Regions from separate parts of the Triticum aestivum genome. Here region 2 is linked to region 1. Evidence: chromatin contacts called from public Hi-C data. All regions are on one chromosome and are shown on one strand. Each heading gives the region's core, a stretch centred on a gene start, on an enhancer-like site or on the middle of the called end of the contact. The rest is flanking DNA. Distances are from core to core; before and after follow the strand shown. Region 1 holds the start of LOC123138292 (endoglucanase 7). Region 2 holds the start of LOC123138293 (probable histidine kinase 6).

Evidence for each region. Hi-C and Micro-C count contacts between places; a contact is called where the count stands out from the background.
Region 2: a contact with region 1 is called in a Hi-C map of leaf, with 4 times the contacts expected there. The contact joins the promoter of LOC123138293 here to the promoter of LOC123138292 in region 1. A contact is called at or near these places in 4 of 5 Hi-C or Micro-C datasets (leaf and an unstated tissue).

The regions. Positions count from the first base shown.
Region 1 is chr6B:611,553,915-611,561,026 of IWGSC CS RefSeq v2.1, forward strand. LOC123138292 (endoglucanase 7) reads right to left here and starts at 4,454. Exons shown (of 4, transcript XM_044558241.1): 1 at 3,582-4,454; 2 at 2,732-2,932; 3 at 1,742-1,996; 4 at 751-1,644. The coding sequence starts at 4,049. The coding sequence ends at 967. It overlaps LOC123138291 (dynamin-2B), which reads left to right. Exons shown (of 22, transcript XM_044558240.1): 22 at 1-150.
Region 2 is chr6B:611,769,446-611,776,557 of IWGSC CS RefSeq v2.1, forward strand. It overlaps LOC123138293 (probable histidine kinase 6), which reads right to left and starts at 2,994. Exons shown (of 11, transcript XM_044558242.1): 1 at 1,606-2,994; 2 at 465-698; 3 at 167-336. The coding sequence starts at 1,926.

The sequences.
Region 1 (7,112 bases), core at 3,204-5,703:
GCTCTCTGGGCCCGTGAGATTTTGTTGCCACAGATCAGTTGATCTTGGTTCTGAACTCTGTTGTTGTAACTTGTAAGTCTTCCATCAAACTGGCAATGTATCATTTTCACCCATTGGTGTATTATATTTCTTCCATTCTTTTTGACCTCATGAGACCCATGTTTTTAATTAGAGGTGATTTGTTGGTGTTGTATGCAAGGGATCTGGATCGTGATTCTTCGATTAGCCACGAGAAATCTTGAGCATTCTTGTTCATATCGTTTGTGTTCTTCTGGCCACCTTGTGTAATTGCTTCATCGTTGGATTTCAATTTCCTAGGTTTTCTCTTGCTGTCCTATGGGCATCAGTTAATGTGTTCCCTGATTCAAATTTTAGTGATTAAAGATAGCAGACCCTGACTAGAATCTCGAATGATTGTATAGGGAACTATGAAAAAAACTGGTCAATTTGTGAAGGGGATGTATCGTTGGAAATTCAATTCTGCTCTTGAGCTCACATGCATTCGGGTGAACAATAAAACAAAATTTAGAACATTTCTTAATAGAAACTCTTTATTTTGCAATGGCCATGTTTGAGTGCTCTACCTACATGTAGATTTTCAGAAAAAAAAAAGGGAATTATATCGCGGTGCTATGGGCCTTCTTTCGTGCTTTGCTGTTGATCGGTCTACCCTTTGCCATTGAAATTGGCAAACACTTGTTGACGAGTGATCATCCAAGCATAGACAATTAAGCAACCTACAACCACCGATATGTAACTTGAATTCTCATTTTTCTTTTCTCGTACGTACAGGCAGCGAATTTACATTTGCACGTCAATGCCTCCAGTCTTTTTTCCCCCTCATATACTACACCCATCTCCATCCTTCCTGTGTATCAAGAAACCTCCAAAGAAGGAGAAGAAATGAACAAAAGAATGGGGAAAATTGTACAGCCCCCCTCGAGACCTATAACCTATCTAATCCATTTACATCTCGGCCGCCGTGGCAGCTCTCTGCTCCCTCTCCTCCCTCGCCATCCGGTTGAGCTTGGCGAACATCCCCACCATGGGCGCGGTGTTGTAGGTGCACGCCTCCGTCTGCATGTAGTTCTCCCGGTTGTCCCGGAACCTGTCACTCCGGTCGGGCCCGCCGACGATGGCGCCGACGAGCACGTTGGGATTGGAGCTGCGGCGGCCGTACCAGTGGTCGAACCCCTGCGAGCACCCGATGAACTGCTTGCTGTGCTTGTACGGCACGATAGAGGCGGCGCGGTGGTGCACCCTGGCGGGGTACTTGGCGCCGTAGCCCACGAGGTAGCTCACGCCCCTGGGGTTGGTGCCCAGCACGTAGTCCACCTGCGCCCTGGCCAGCGCCGCCACCTCGCCGGCGCCCGCCGTCTCGCCGCCCGCGCAGGTCACCGTCTCCACGCCGGCCTCGGCCAGGTAGTCGGCGTAGGTGGACAGCAGGAACGCCGCGTTGGTCACGTACTGCATGTTGTTCCACTGCCGGATGTAGAGCATCCCGCCCGGGCTCCGCTCCACGTTGGCGTCCTCGCCGCCGGCCGCGTTCCGGCCCAGGCACGCGCACACGTAGTGCTCCGCCTTGGCCTGGTACCGCTCCAGCGTCCTCTTCTGCTCCGCCGTGTGCTCTCCCCTCAGAAGCAGCTGAAATTAATAAGAGAGCCATTTTCGTCAGTGATCGTTCACCTGATGACTACTGTCTGCCAGTGCCAACCATAGTGCGTAGTAGATGCTGGCTTACTCTTGCGGCGAGGATCTGGACACCGGCGTACTTGACGTCCCAGCTGAACTCGGTGATGGCCCAGCCGGTGCCGCCGAAGTCGTGGGCGTTGTGGACGACGTAGTCGAGGTAGGCGGCCTTGCCGGTGGCGCGGTGGAGCCAGAGGGCGGCCCACAGCAGCTCGTCCTTGTACCCGCTCACCGACGCGTAGTAGCTCTTCACCTCCGCGATGCTGCTGTCGTACTGGCCCCTGTACCCGTCCGCGAACTCGAACAGCTGCACGCACGTTCGCAAAAGCGAAAGCAAACATCAGCCAACGTGCACGTACGAACACCCAACAACCAGTAAGATTGCATACACTATCATCAGTTTAAAAATAAAAAAATAAAAAGCCCTAAGAATAATTAAGGTTGCATATGTATCTATCATTCATTGATGCATTTTTATAGTTGACACTTGAAAAGCAGCAGGTAGGTAGCGAGGCCAGTGAGTGTGAATACGGACCGGTTCAATTAGCACATGATGACACGACGACCGACCGCTTCCTAATAATTTCCCAGTTAAGCCGCTGGTTCAACATGGGATTGAACTGGCCACCTAATCATGCCCGGAGGCAGCAAATGGAAAGTTCCCCGTCCACCAGATAGAGGTTGCACGCCGGCCCCACACGGCAGCCAGACAGCCCCTACGAAACGAGCCGAGCCGACAGAAGAGAAAAATCTCCATTTTCCCGCCCGATCGATCGACGTCGATGGCGTCGAGCTGTTGGCAACTTGGCATGTGCGGCACAGGGCACAAGAAAAGAACACACCTCACACCACCCATGAAAAGACCGGCGCCCCTTGACCAACGCCACCAACACTCGTACGCTATGTTCCAAAATCCGGTACGCAGACAGACTGGTACTACGCTGTGCTCCAAACTTGCACCGATATTTTTCTTGCATTTTTCCACGCCAGACCTCGCATGCACTACGTCAACGTGTACGCTGTCTGTATCTAGAGTGTGTACCTGCTGGGCGTGGTGCAGGAGGAGGTGGGCGTAGTGCGGGTTCGACTTGCGGAAGACCATGGAGGCGGCGGCCATGGCGGCCGCCGTCTCGCCGGCGACGTCGGAGCCGGGGTGGTCGCGGTCGACCTTGTACGCCTGCCGCGACGTCGTCATGTCCTCCGGCCGCTGCCAGCAGTAGTGGTCCGTGTCGCCGTCTCCCACCTGTTCAAGAAAAAGCTAGGAGATTAATCCGACGGCTCTGGTGCATCATGGACGACGACCGACGAAGCTTTGAAACATATGCACGCCATGTGTGGATGGAAGAAAATAGTTTAGTGCTGCCGTTCGTTGGTACGTACGTTCATCAAATCAAACTGGCCGCCTACCTAACACGCTTGTTGTTATTCACCAGAAAGAACCTTTTTCTTTTCTCCCCTAACCAGAAAATACCACATATAATCGATATTTCTAAAGAAAAGATGTACGTATAATTGATCAAAGTGCAACAAGGTAGCTAGGTGTGCATAATTGAATTGAATTGGTCTCTCTCTTTCTTTCTTGGAACGATCACTGGCTTGCTTGCGCAACAGCTAGCTTGGAGCCGGTCGGTCTCATCTCATGCATGTCATGATCGATCGTATCTGAACACAGCTACTCCCTCCGTCCGAAAATACTTGTCATCAAAATGAACACAAAAGGATGTATCTAGAACTAGGATGTATCTAGAACTATAGTTCTAGATACATCCTTTTGTGTCCATTTTGATGACAAGTATTTTCGGACGGAGGGAGTATGAGCTAGCTATAGCTAGGGGATGGATGGAGGTGACGCATGATCGCCGTCGTCGGTCGGCTCGTGGAGTGCTACGTACCTCGGCCCATAGCTCGTCGGGCTGTGTGTGCGCCTTGATGAAGTAGTCGGTGCCCCACTTGATGGCCTCGAGCGCGTGCGCGAGCTCGCCGGCCGCCGCGACGTCGTCGCCGTACTCGATCATGCTCCATGACAGCATGGTGACGGTGAAGGCCATGGGCAGGCCGAACTTGACGTGGTCGCCGGCGTCGTAGTAGCCGCCCACCAGGTCCACCCCCTGCTCCAGGCCGTCGGTGAGGCCCGAGTGGTCGCGCCACGGTACCCGCTGCCCGTGCGGCAGCCGCCCCGACCGCTGCGCCTCGAAGTAGAGCAGGCTCTTCCGCAGCGCCTCCTCGTAGTTGTGCGCCTTGCCGTCGCCGCTCCCGCTCTTGCTCCCCTCCGCCGCCGCCGCGATCAGAAGCAGCACCAGCAGCGACACGGCCCCGAGACGGCGAGACAAGATTACGGCGGTGGCGCCCCCTGATCTCATTGCGCAAGAAGGTGCTCCTCGGATTGTTGGTGTGCCTTCCTCGCTTGTGCGTGCCCCGGGCGCGCCCTGTGATCACCGCTGCGCCGCCCTCTGCCGGCTCTGCTAGCTTTGCCTGTGTGCGAGCGTAGGTGTTTGTGTTATCTCTCTCCCGCCGTTGTGCGTTGTGTGCTGTGTGGCGAGCAGGGCGGGGCAGTGTCCTCCGACCTGAGGCCGTGGCCTGGCGCGCTTATATTCGCGGCCGGCGTCCGGGTCCAGCACACGCACGCGCACCGCGTTGAACCGGTTCGGCGGCCGGGCCGCGCCGGGGGAATATAAAACTCTAGAGATAGGAGTAGATAGCAGGAGAGGAGCAGGCAGGCAGGAAAGAAACGATGCAAATATGAGGGAGCGAAGCTGCGTTTTGGAGTTGGAGGGGGTGGACTCGTTCGGGTTTTGTATCGTTTGTTTGGTGAGGCAGGGGAGATTGAAACAGATGGTTGGGTTGGGTTTTGGGTTAGCGACGACGCACGCAAGCGGAGCAGATTTTGACCGGGACGCGCGTATACGTGTAGCGCGGCCGGGGCTTTTCAGAGCGCGCGTACACGTGAGTCGGTTGGGGCCAGCCGGGCACGTACCGCCAGGTACCAACACATGGCCGAAACACGCGTGCGACCGGCGTAGTTCCTTCGGGCCAAGTCGCCGGTCGATCGACTGGCCGGCCGGTGGCCTGTAACAGGCTTTCATTTCGCCGTGAAATCTTAGCAGGCAAGCTATCTAGGTCAGGCGGCCGGTCTGGTAAGAGCAAGTACAATAGAGCCGAGTCGGCGGGCTATAAAAAATAAACTAGTATATTTCTGCTTAGTTGGAGGAAAGAGAAGGTAAGCGGGCTCTTCGTGAAGAGTCAGCTCTAGCACGTGCTCTTAGGCACTTTGTGAGAATGAAAGATGGGTCACATAATAAAAAAATAGTACAATCTTTTAATCTATTATTGTACATGTTGGCTATAAGATAAGCTGTATATGACATGACACTGGCTTATAGCCAGCAGCTGGCTATACTATTAACCATGCTCTAAAAAGACTCGTATTTTTCTCTCTCTCTCTCGCTACCTCCCGTGGAAAAACATACTCGGTAGTTATAAGTGGTTGGCTGAAGTACGTTTAACTATAGGCAAATTATAAGCTTTGTGTGTGCCGTGAGATTATTGTTCCGGCCGGGCGCCGGGGCAGGGCATGTTTTGTCGGGGGCGAGCATGTTTCTCCACGATCGGTTGGTCAATCGTGTAGTCAGCTGACGGTTGCACCATGTTTCGCGATGATAATACAGCACTACATGCATCCACCACTAGATCGATTGCTAATTCTAGCAAGATGATTATTAGGTTGGGCTAGCCAGGTACTACTATCAATGATCAACAAACTGTATAGTACGAGCTGATTAAGCTGCACCATATATTCTGCAAAACGAATATATGTACATGCAAGTATACAGGGCTAGCTTCTTCTACAGGCATACGTCCTTTCCCCATCTGCTCTCGTGCGTGTACGTGAAAGCGAAAGGTGACCCCCTTTTCCCCGTGGTGAAAGTGAAAATAGCGATTCGTTTCCCCGTGGCCGGACAGGGACTCCCCGGCGGCAACGATTTGATGCCTCCCTTTTCTTCCACCGGCTGCGCAATCCTATTGCCAGCCTAGACCCTAGATACATGCATGGGTACATCTATCTGGTACTGGTAGGCAGGTTCATGGATAGATGCACGGTTTATACAACGATATGTGCTTTGCCAAACCGTAAACTACTGCTAGACTAGTACCCGATCCCTTGGAAACTTCTCCGGTAGCTCTCTCCGTCTCTCCCATGTGGCGTAGTCAACCATTGTTCCTCGGAGAGGGCCAACTGAACCACCGCATTTTGACCGTGCTCTGGCACCGCACGCACTCGTCTAATAAGTCTTCGTCGTTTTCTATTGCTCGTCGAAGAAAATTAAAGATCTAGACGTATGTATCGATTACGATGTGCTTAATGTATGTGTGTGTGAGATGCTATGGTCACTAGTTTCCTCTCTACTAGCTAGCTCAACCGGTTCCGTTTTCTAGGTGCTTCTTCTTCTCCTCGTAGCTCAACCAGACGTCTGGTTTGTCCAATTTTCTCGTGCGGTTGGGAAGTCCTACTCCCTCCGTAAACTGTTCTGTCAAGCAAAGGCGGGAAAATTGAAGGAGGCTACTAAGCTAACACCACCTCATCGCCCTCCTTTTGTACGTGGTTAGATCACTAATTAATGGCTGCCTTTTGGTGGCCGATGATGACGTTGATATGTATTTGTGCCACGGATTTTTCGTGCCCTTGAGATTACTTTTTTTCAATTTGCTAGCTAGTAGTAGTTCTCATATATTTTTCTTTCTAGACTAAGATCCAGTGACGGAGGTTGATTGAACCAATGACCTACCTCTTGTTGGGGTGATAAAGACTTTCTTGCTTCCGAAATCCTTTTTGAGAGGGTACCCTTTTTCCTTCGTCGTTTTCAAATTCCAGTGCGATGCCACTAGCCAGGTGTACGCAACTACACAAGCAAGGTCCACCTCACGTATGCAAGGGCAGTATAGTTTCTTTCATGGTTTATGATTTATATATGTTTTCTTTGAAATCATGAACACACACATATAAAGGTATGATGACGTTGATGGGAAATTTAGTCGCACCGCTTCACCAGACCATAGTTTGCCTATCTTAATCGTAACCAGGTTTATTTATTTATGTATTTCTTTTTGTGACAATATTTATTTATATATTTCAACGATTTGTTGGACAAGTACTTGCATAATTACATATCAGAAACCTGTTGGTTAGGTCCTCCTCAGGTATGCAGGGACACTATAGTTTCTTTCATGGTTTGTGATTAATGTTTTCTTTATCGTGAACGCACATATAAATACGATGACATTGATCAGGAATTTTGTCGCACTGCTTCACCAACCATACACTTGTTTGCTTATCTTAATCGTGACCATGCTCATTTATTTTTATATTTATTTTTGCCAAAATATTTATTTATACATTTCGACAAAAAATCTGATCAATGTCTTTT
Region 2 (7,112 bases), core at 1,744-4,243, 210 kb after region 1:
ATGTACGAATAATGATACATTAATGCAAGTTCTCTAGGTTATTGTATGCTATGTCGAATCATCTGCTTTGATGCCTTGAAGTATTGTATAGCCAACACTAAAGAAATGACATGCAAATACAGGTTTTATGGGTCATCACATTTGGAAGATAGTCCAATCATCTTACCCAGCAGTTGCTTCCACACGTTGCTCAACTGATGCATCAGCAGGTAGATCAGGGCGATACACTGCAAAAGTGAGTACTACCCCCAAGTGGTTCGACCCAAGAAGCCGAAATGGGTTTGTTAACACAGGTTTGCCAGTTTCCCTCGCACGCAAGATGTTTTCTCGGTCCTCCTACATGCGAAACAAACGGATTATTTACACTGAACCAAACTTAAGACTTGCAACACAACGTGTCCCCTGCCCTCAATGAACTAAGAATCAACGGACAGAAGAAACCATCATGCAGTAAGAAATCACACCTCCCCAGACATCATGTCCATGCGCGCAAGGTAGGAGACCGTATCCTGGGAGAAAATCACCGGGGCGTACTCATCTTGGAGAGGTGCAGCCTCTCGATTCATAGTCCTCATAATCCATCCATGCTGTCTTTCAAACGTTTCCTTCTCATGAGGAAAGAGGCGCTGTGCGTAAGCCACCCCATTTAGCAGCGGACGCTCGAATGATGTCCTTGCCGTGTACTTTGCAAAAGTATCCTGCAGCAAAAGTTTCAGCAAAATGTAGGGTAAAGCACACCAGCAGCGAATTGACAGATTTAAGATTGAATAACCAAGAGCATCCAAGAAAGTAAGAAAAGATCAAGTTTAAACTGCACCTAATCCATGTGATTTTTTTATTATAGCAAGAGACTCACCCAACTAGGTCAGTATCCAAAAAAAAAAAGATAGCAACTAGGGCCACCAACCAAATTAGGGCATTACTCATTGTTGCTTGTTGCAACAACCAGAATGTGCCTTCAAATACCATATTGCCTTGCCAAGGTACTCCTAAAAGTCTAAAGCTACCACTTAATCAACAAAAGCAGCGGGCTCGGAATTCCCAAAAGAGGACACCTTTAGGGAATATTTTAGGAGAAAAAAGTAGGATCAAGAACCCATCACTGGACAACCGCAGCCAGCACTGCATTGCTACGATTGTGAGCATAAACAAATGGAGTCGGTCAAGCATTGGCCAAACCCAACCATTAACCACTCCAAAAACAAACAGAGCAATGTTCTTCTTCTACCGGCCTAGTAGTTCAGAGACGTCTCTGACTCTGTGTCTTGGAGGTTTGGAGCATAGAAAAAAACACAACAGCTGCAAGAATGCCACATATTCAAAGATCAAGAGGCCCACAACGAACCGACTAAAACAATAATGTGCCGCTAAACGACTAGCCTGCAACTCTGTAAGCATCGAGCCACCACGAGGAAATATCCTTTTTTTAAAGAGATGCAACAACCATGTTTTGCTAGTACTATACTTGTTTAGGATTTCTGGAGCCCGCCATTGCCGCGGGATTGGAAGCACGCGGCGACATGGGAATGAACGAATGAACGGATACATCAATCGAGGAGGAAGAGGAAGAAACAAATCGGCAGCTCGTTTGTGTTGTTTGCTCACCTGGTCGAGGGCGGAGGGGTTCTTCTCGAAGTGGAAGGTGGAAATGAGGATGGCGAGCGCGTGGACGTGGTTGACGGTGACCCCGAACTGCTCCTGCAGCATCCTGGCCCGCTCCTCGCACATGCTGACGAGCCGCTCCTCGGCGCGCTCCATGGTCTCCCGGCGCAGCTGCCAGTGCACGGCGGCCGAGCAGGCGACCGCCGCCACCAGCCAGGCCACCGCCGCCAGGCGCCTCCAGCCCCTCCTGGCCGCGTACTTGCCCATCCCCACCCTGCCCCCCTTCTCCTCCATGGCTTCCCCCAATTTACTACTACTCCCCATCCCGCACAATGCGCACCATATGCTTGTGGGAATGCGCGACGACCGCCGGCCCCGGCCCCAGCGAAAGCAGGCGCGCACTGGTACCCAGAAGAAAAACAAGCGAGAGAGCGGGAGCGCGGCGCGGAGGGGTTGGGCGGAGGAGGCGGCGAGCGGGGGCAGGGGCGGCCTCAAAAGAGCCGAGCTTTCGCGAGTTCCCAGCCGAGACAGCGGCGCTAAAATAATTAGCTAGCCCGCCCGCTCGCTAAACCGCATTAATAAAATCCGCAGCGGCAGCGCCTCTTTACTCCAGTGCTCCTCCCCTACCTCCGGCTGGCGGGTGGGCGGGCGGGCTCGCCGTTGGCTGGCGCGGCTGCCGAAGCCAATTAAAAATTGGGGAGGAATCGCACCAGGCTCGCTCGCTAGCTCTACTAGCTTTTTCTGTGCCGGAAATATTCTGGACAAAGGCCCGCCGCGTGGCGTGGCGTCCCCCGGCAAGCCAATTGAGCGGCGCTCGCCTCGCAGCCACAGGCCCGGCCTCCTGCGATGCTGGAGCGGCTCACGAAGCGCGGGCGAGCGAGCGAGCTAGCTAGCCTCGGGCGGCGGCGTGTAGGGGCTCTTTTTGGTGGGTGGGTGGAATTGGGAGGGCGAAAGGCTGGCGGAGATCGACGGCCGCGCGGCGGCAGCAGCGGCGGAGCTGGGCAGGCGCTGCCGCTGCGGCCTACTCCTGCTGCTGATCTGCTGTAGGCTGGAGAGAGCTACGGGTGATGGGCAGTGGGGGCTCGGTGGTGGCGATCCCGCGACGGCGACCGTGGCGAGGGAGGAGGGAACCAACCAGGCAGGCCAGACGAGAGGGAGGGAGGGAGAGGAAGAAGCCGGGTGGGGTGGCTGCGGCTGCGGCTGCGGCTGCTAGCGAGCGAGGTAGAGCCAGCCAGTAGGGGGTGCCAGGCCAGCGCGCGGACGAGCGCGGGGCGCGGGGGCGGAGTGCGGGGCGGCCGAACCCACCCGTGGTCCGTCCCCGTCTGATCCACACACACACACGGACACGGCCAGAAGCAGAACTGCAGAAGCAAAGCGAAATGAACGGCCGGCCCCCTACATCGGTCTCGGATGGCTCTCCTTTTTGTTCCCTTGTTCACCTCGTCGCCCTCCTGGGCTCCGCCGGCTGAAGACAGCGTGGTTTGGTTTGGTCTGGTTTGGTTTCCTTCCTCCATCGACACGCAAGCTAAAGTTGTCTCACTACAGCGATGGGTGGCGCGATCAGGCCGGTCGCCTCGCGAGAAGACGATGGCGTCGTGTCATGATGTGTGCGGGTTTTCATACATGATTGGACGTCAAAATGTTCAAACACGGGGAATTATATCCGTCCAATGAAATGTACAGCGTGTCGCCGCCACCTTCGCAGCCATCTGCCCCCTCCCGCCTCATCGCCATCAGAGGCCAGCGTCGGGCGAAGCTCGTGCGGAGGCCAAGGATGGCGGCGGGGCTCCACCTCTGTCTTCGTCGTTGAGCGGTAGATCACCTGGCGGTGGCTTTGGGCTGCGGCAAGGGCGGTCGGCTCCAGGCGTCCACATCTTCATCCGGCACAACAATTCAGACAATAGAGCATCCCCACTACGACCTCCAGCCTCAAGTGCGACGACCATCCTCCTACATCACATGTCACGGCGGGGCGTTGATCGTGGCGGACCCCTTGGGCGACGAGCAGTTGTCTTGGTGTTTCGATGGTGGGGGGGGGGGGGCAAGGAGTGCTGGCAAAAGTCAAGGGCGTCGCTCACTTGTTGAAGGCGTTGACATGCAATCCTTGACTCCGCTCCCAAAATGCTTTGAGGGAAACCCTAGGCCTGGATTTGCCTGGATCGAATGATAGCGGCGCTCAGCTCGTATTCCCCATTGGAGGCATCGTTTTGAAGTTAGGCCTTTTTAGACAATAATGATGACTGGTGGCGTTTTTGCTGATTTCTTTTGTGTTGCCGAGTTACGATGATGTTGGTCAGCGGTGCGGATGGTCAGGTGAAGCGGGACGCAAAGTAGTGGCAACTGATTGCAACCATGGCGGTGAAGTGAAGAATCGTGTTGTAATGCTTTTTTTAGGGGGGGAGGGGTATGTCTAGATTCATCACCAACATACACTTGCGGGGCGGAGATGTGGGACCATCGGGTGCCTTCAATGTGAGATTTTGGCGGTATTGTCTCTTCTCGCCAGTTTGATCTGCAACTAACATAATTCATATGCCGACAGATGTTCTAGGCTCCGCGTATGACTCTTGGAAATTGGATTGTTTCAGTAGTGTAACCATGGTTTTTAGTCTACGTGGTTGAGTCCATGTTTGGATTGTGCGAGCTTGTATTATTTTTCGGTGGCTCAACAACTTCTCGGTATGGATCATCGTTGCTTTTTTTTAGTTCGCATAATCATAGCTACGATCATGTATTGGTGTTTGCTTTTCCTGGCTGCTATCTTATAAGTCAATAGAAACGCCTTCTTCATAAAAAAAAACCACACAAAAGAAGCCAATAGAAACACTCCCTTTACAAAACAAAAAGTACAGCGTGATAGTGTCGATGATGTTGGCTGGGTCAAGTTCGACGGAGATAGTGGCGGCTAATTGCAATCTTGACGTTGTACTAAAGGTTTGTGTTGTATTATTTAGGGTGGTGACTATGCCTAGATTCACCAACAGCATACACGTGCACATCGGATCGTGCGGTGTCTTGAATGTGAGATTTTGACAGTATTGTCTCCTCTTGCCAGTTTGATCTACGACCAGTGTGTACCAGCGGAAGTTCCCTCTGCGAATGACTCTTGACATCCCGGTTGCTTGCCTGGTGTGTGCATGGTTTCGAATTTGTATGGTTGTGTTCACTTTCAGATCGTGCGTGCTTGCATCATATGTGTCCACTTTTGGATCGCCCACAGAAGAAATGCAGATTGAAAGAAAAAAAACTACAATAATCATGCATTTAGAACCAGGCCAGGCCAGAGTTATTGGAACAGAAGATAGCATGCAAGGTAGGTAACAATACAAAGTGATCTAGTATAACACAAAGACAAATACACTTCGGACTAACGACACTGAAAATAAAGTGGAGCATAGCTAAGTGCAGTGGAATATCAAAGTCATCAGAAAAAGTCTTCAGAGAGGAGAGGGTTTTAATTCTTCAGAAAATGCAAGTTACACAAAATAAACAAAAATAAAGAATATGAAACGAGAGACTCGGTGAAGAAAATCGATTTGTTGCACCGATTCGAGTTGTTGTGATAACTCTAAGTCTGGTTGGAGAGGTTGAGAATTAACTTAGAAGACCAAGTCACCACCATATTCTCCTTGAGCTAAGATCACTTAGACCTCGCATAATCACTTGTGGTAGATCTTTAATCTATATCTCTGAACCTTCATGTACTCGTTCTTCGGCAATTCACAATGGCTGTTGGATGCTCTGATCTAATGCCTAACCTAACCGTCTGAAAGATCAGTGTCTTCAAGAGTAACAAGTCTCCGGTTCATTCGAACATATTCTTAGTGACACTCAATCACTTTGGATATTAGGTACGATGTCTTTCCTCACTAGGATCGACTCAAATGCGGTGGAGAGGGCTGGCTCAGCCGGGGGTTGCAACTCGAGGTCCGTTATGACGTTGGACGGGACAGGCTTGCCAACCAGCTATCGCCAACGAGGCAACGGTCGAAAATTTGAACTCTCAAATTCCTCACAGTGGAAGTACCAAACTGCTGGTTTTCTAACTCTTAAGAGAGGACTTTGACTAAAGCGTCCCAAACACTGTCGTCTCAGACACCGAAGAAAAGGGCACTCACTCGAAGACAATTCCAAAGTTTTCACTTGAAGAAATAGGCTTCGATTGAGCACACTTCGAAATATTGTCTTTGCATCAATTGGACTCTTAACCAATGTATAGTCACAAACACATGTATAGTCACAAACACATTAGTCTCTTAACCAATTTTGTCAGCAATACCCCAAAACCACAAAGGAGGCACTATATGCACTTGCAGCCATCATGATCTTTTGCGTGGTTATTGATATTGATCGTGTGCATTTTAATTGTGCAGAGGCCGGGTATATATATATATATGCCACATTATAAGCCAAACAAAAAAACCTTATATAAAACACAAAGTACAACGCGATGCCCTCCCAAAGAGGGTGATTGAGATTTTGGAGTGCAAGCTTGTGGGGCTTTTCGGTGCCCAGGCTCATCTGCACCCGGTTAGAAAAAAATCGTAAGAATATCAAAAAAATTCAAAAAATCCAAAAAAAAAATCTATGGTAGAAAATTTGACGTGTGAGGCCCGCTCAAAATTGCAAGTAATTTTGGCATCTGAGCAGCTCTCAGCGAAAAAGACAAATCGGGCCAAAACAATACATGAACACTAAACTTTTTTACAAACCCTCAATTTGTCTTTTTTGCTGAGAGCTGCTCAGGTGTCCAAATGACTTAAAATTTGGAGCGGGGTTCGCGCATCAAATTTTCTACGGCCAACTTTTTTGGATTTTTTTTATTTTTTCTAGTATTTGTTTTGAATTTTTTTTGTCAAAGCGGGTGCAGATGAGCTCGAGTGCAGAGATGGATTTTCCGAGTAGACAACCTCTACTAACAATAGTATAGAGAAAACACACAAGCATACATAATCACTGGGTCTAGGTATCTTGATGACCAGCTCCAAATTTGGATGCCTAGGGTCAAAATCCCCAGTCAACAATGATTTAGTTGATCAATGTCATAGGTTTCCAAAATTTCTACATGGAATGAGCACCAACAATATCAATATACAATATCTTAAGAATCAAAGTGAATATATTGAACTCAACAAATCTTTACAAGGACATTTTCTACCTCCTCACTCATGGTGCGTCGTTGTGAGTGAAGCTCGATGCCTCTAGTGCTTTGAACCATTGTTGAAACCAAGGAAACATTGTTATCAGGCCCGTCGAGGGACATGTGTGAGCGGTGCGACCGCCAGGCCCCCAAAATTTTGTGCCCCGGTCGAGAGGGAAAACCGCTAGAGAAACAACGAGCTTACATGTTCGTTTTTTATCCCCAACAGAATGCTTGTAGCCTCGTATGGTTCTTCTCTGCCTCCATTCACGCTGCCATCAGGTGGACAAGGGTGCCTAGTGTTCGCCTTACCCCCTTGCCACTACAGCGGCTCGTCCCGTCTAGTCGTGCCCCGTGCTAGACTTCCACA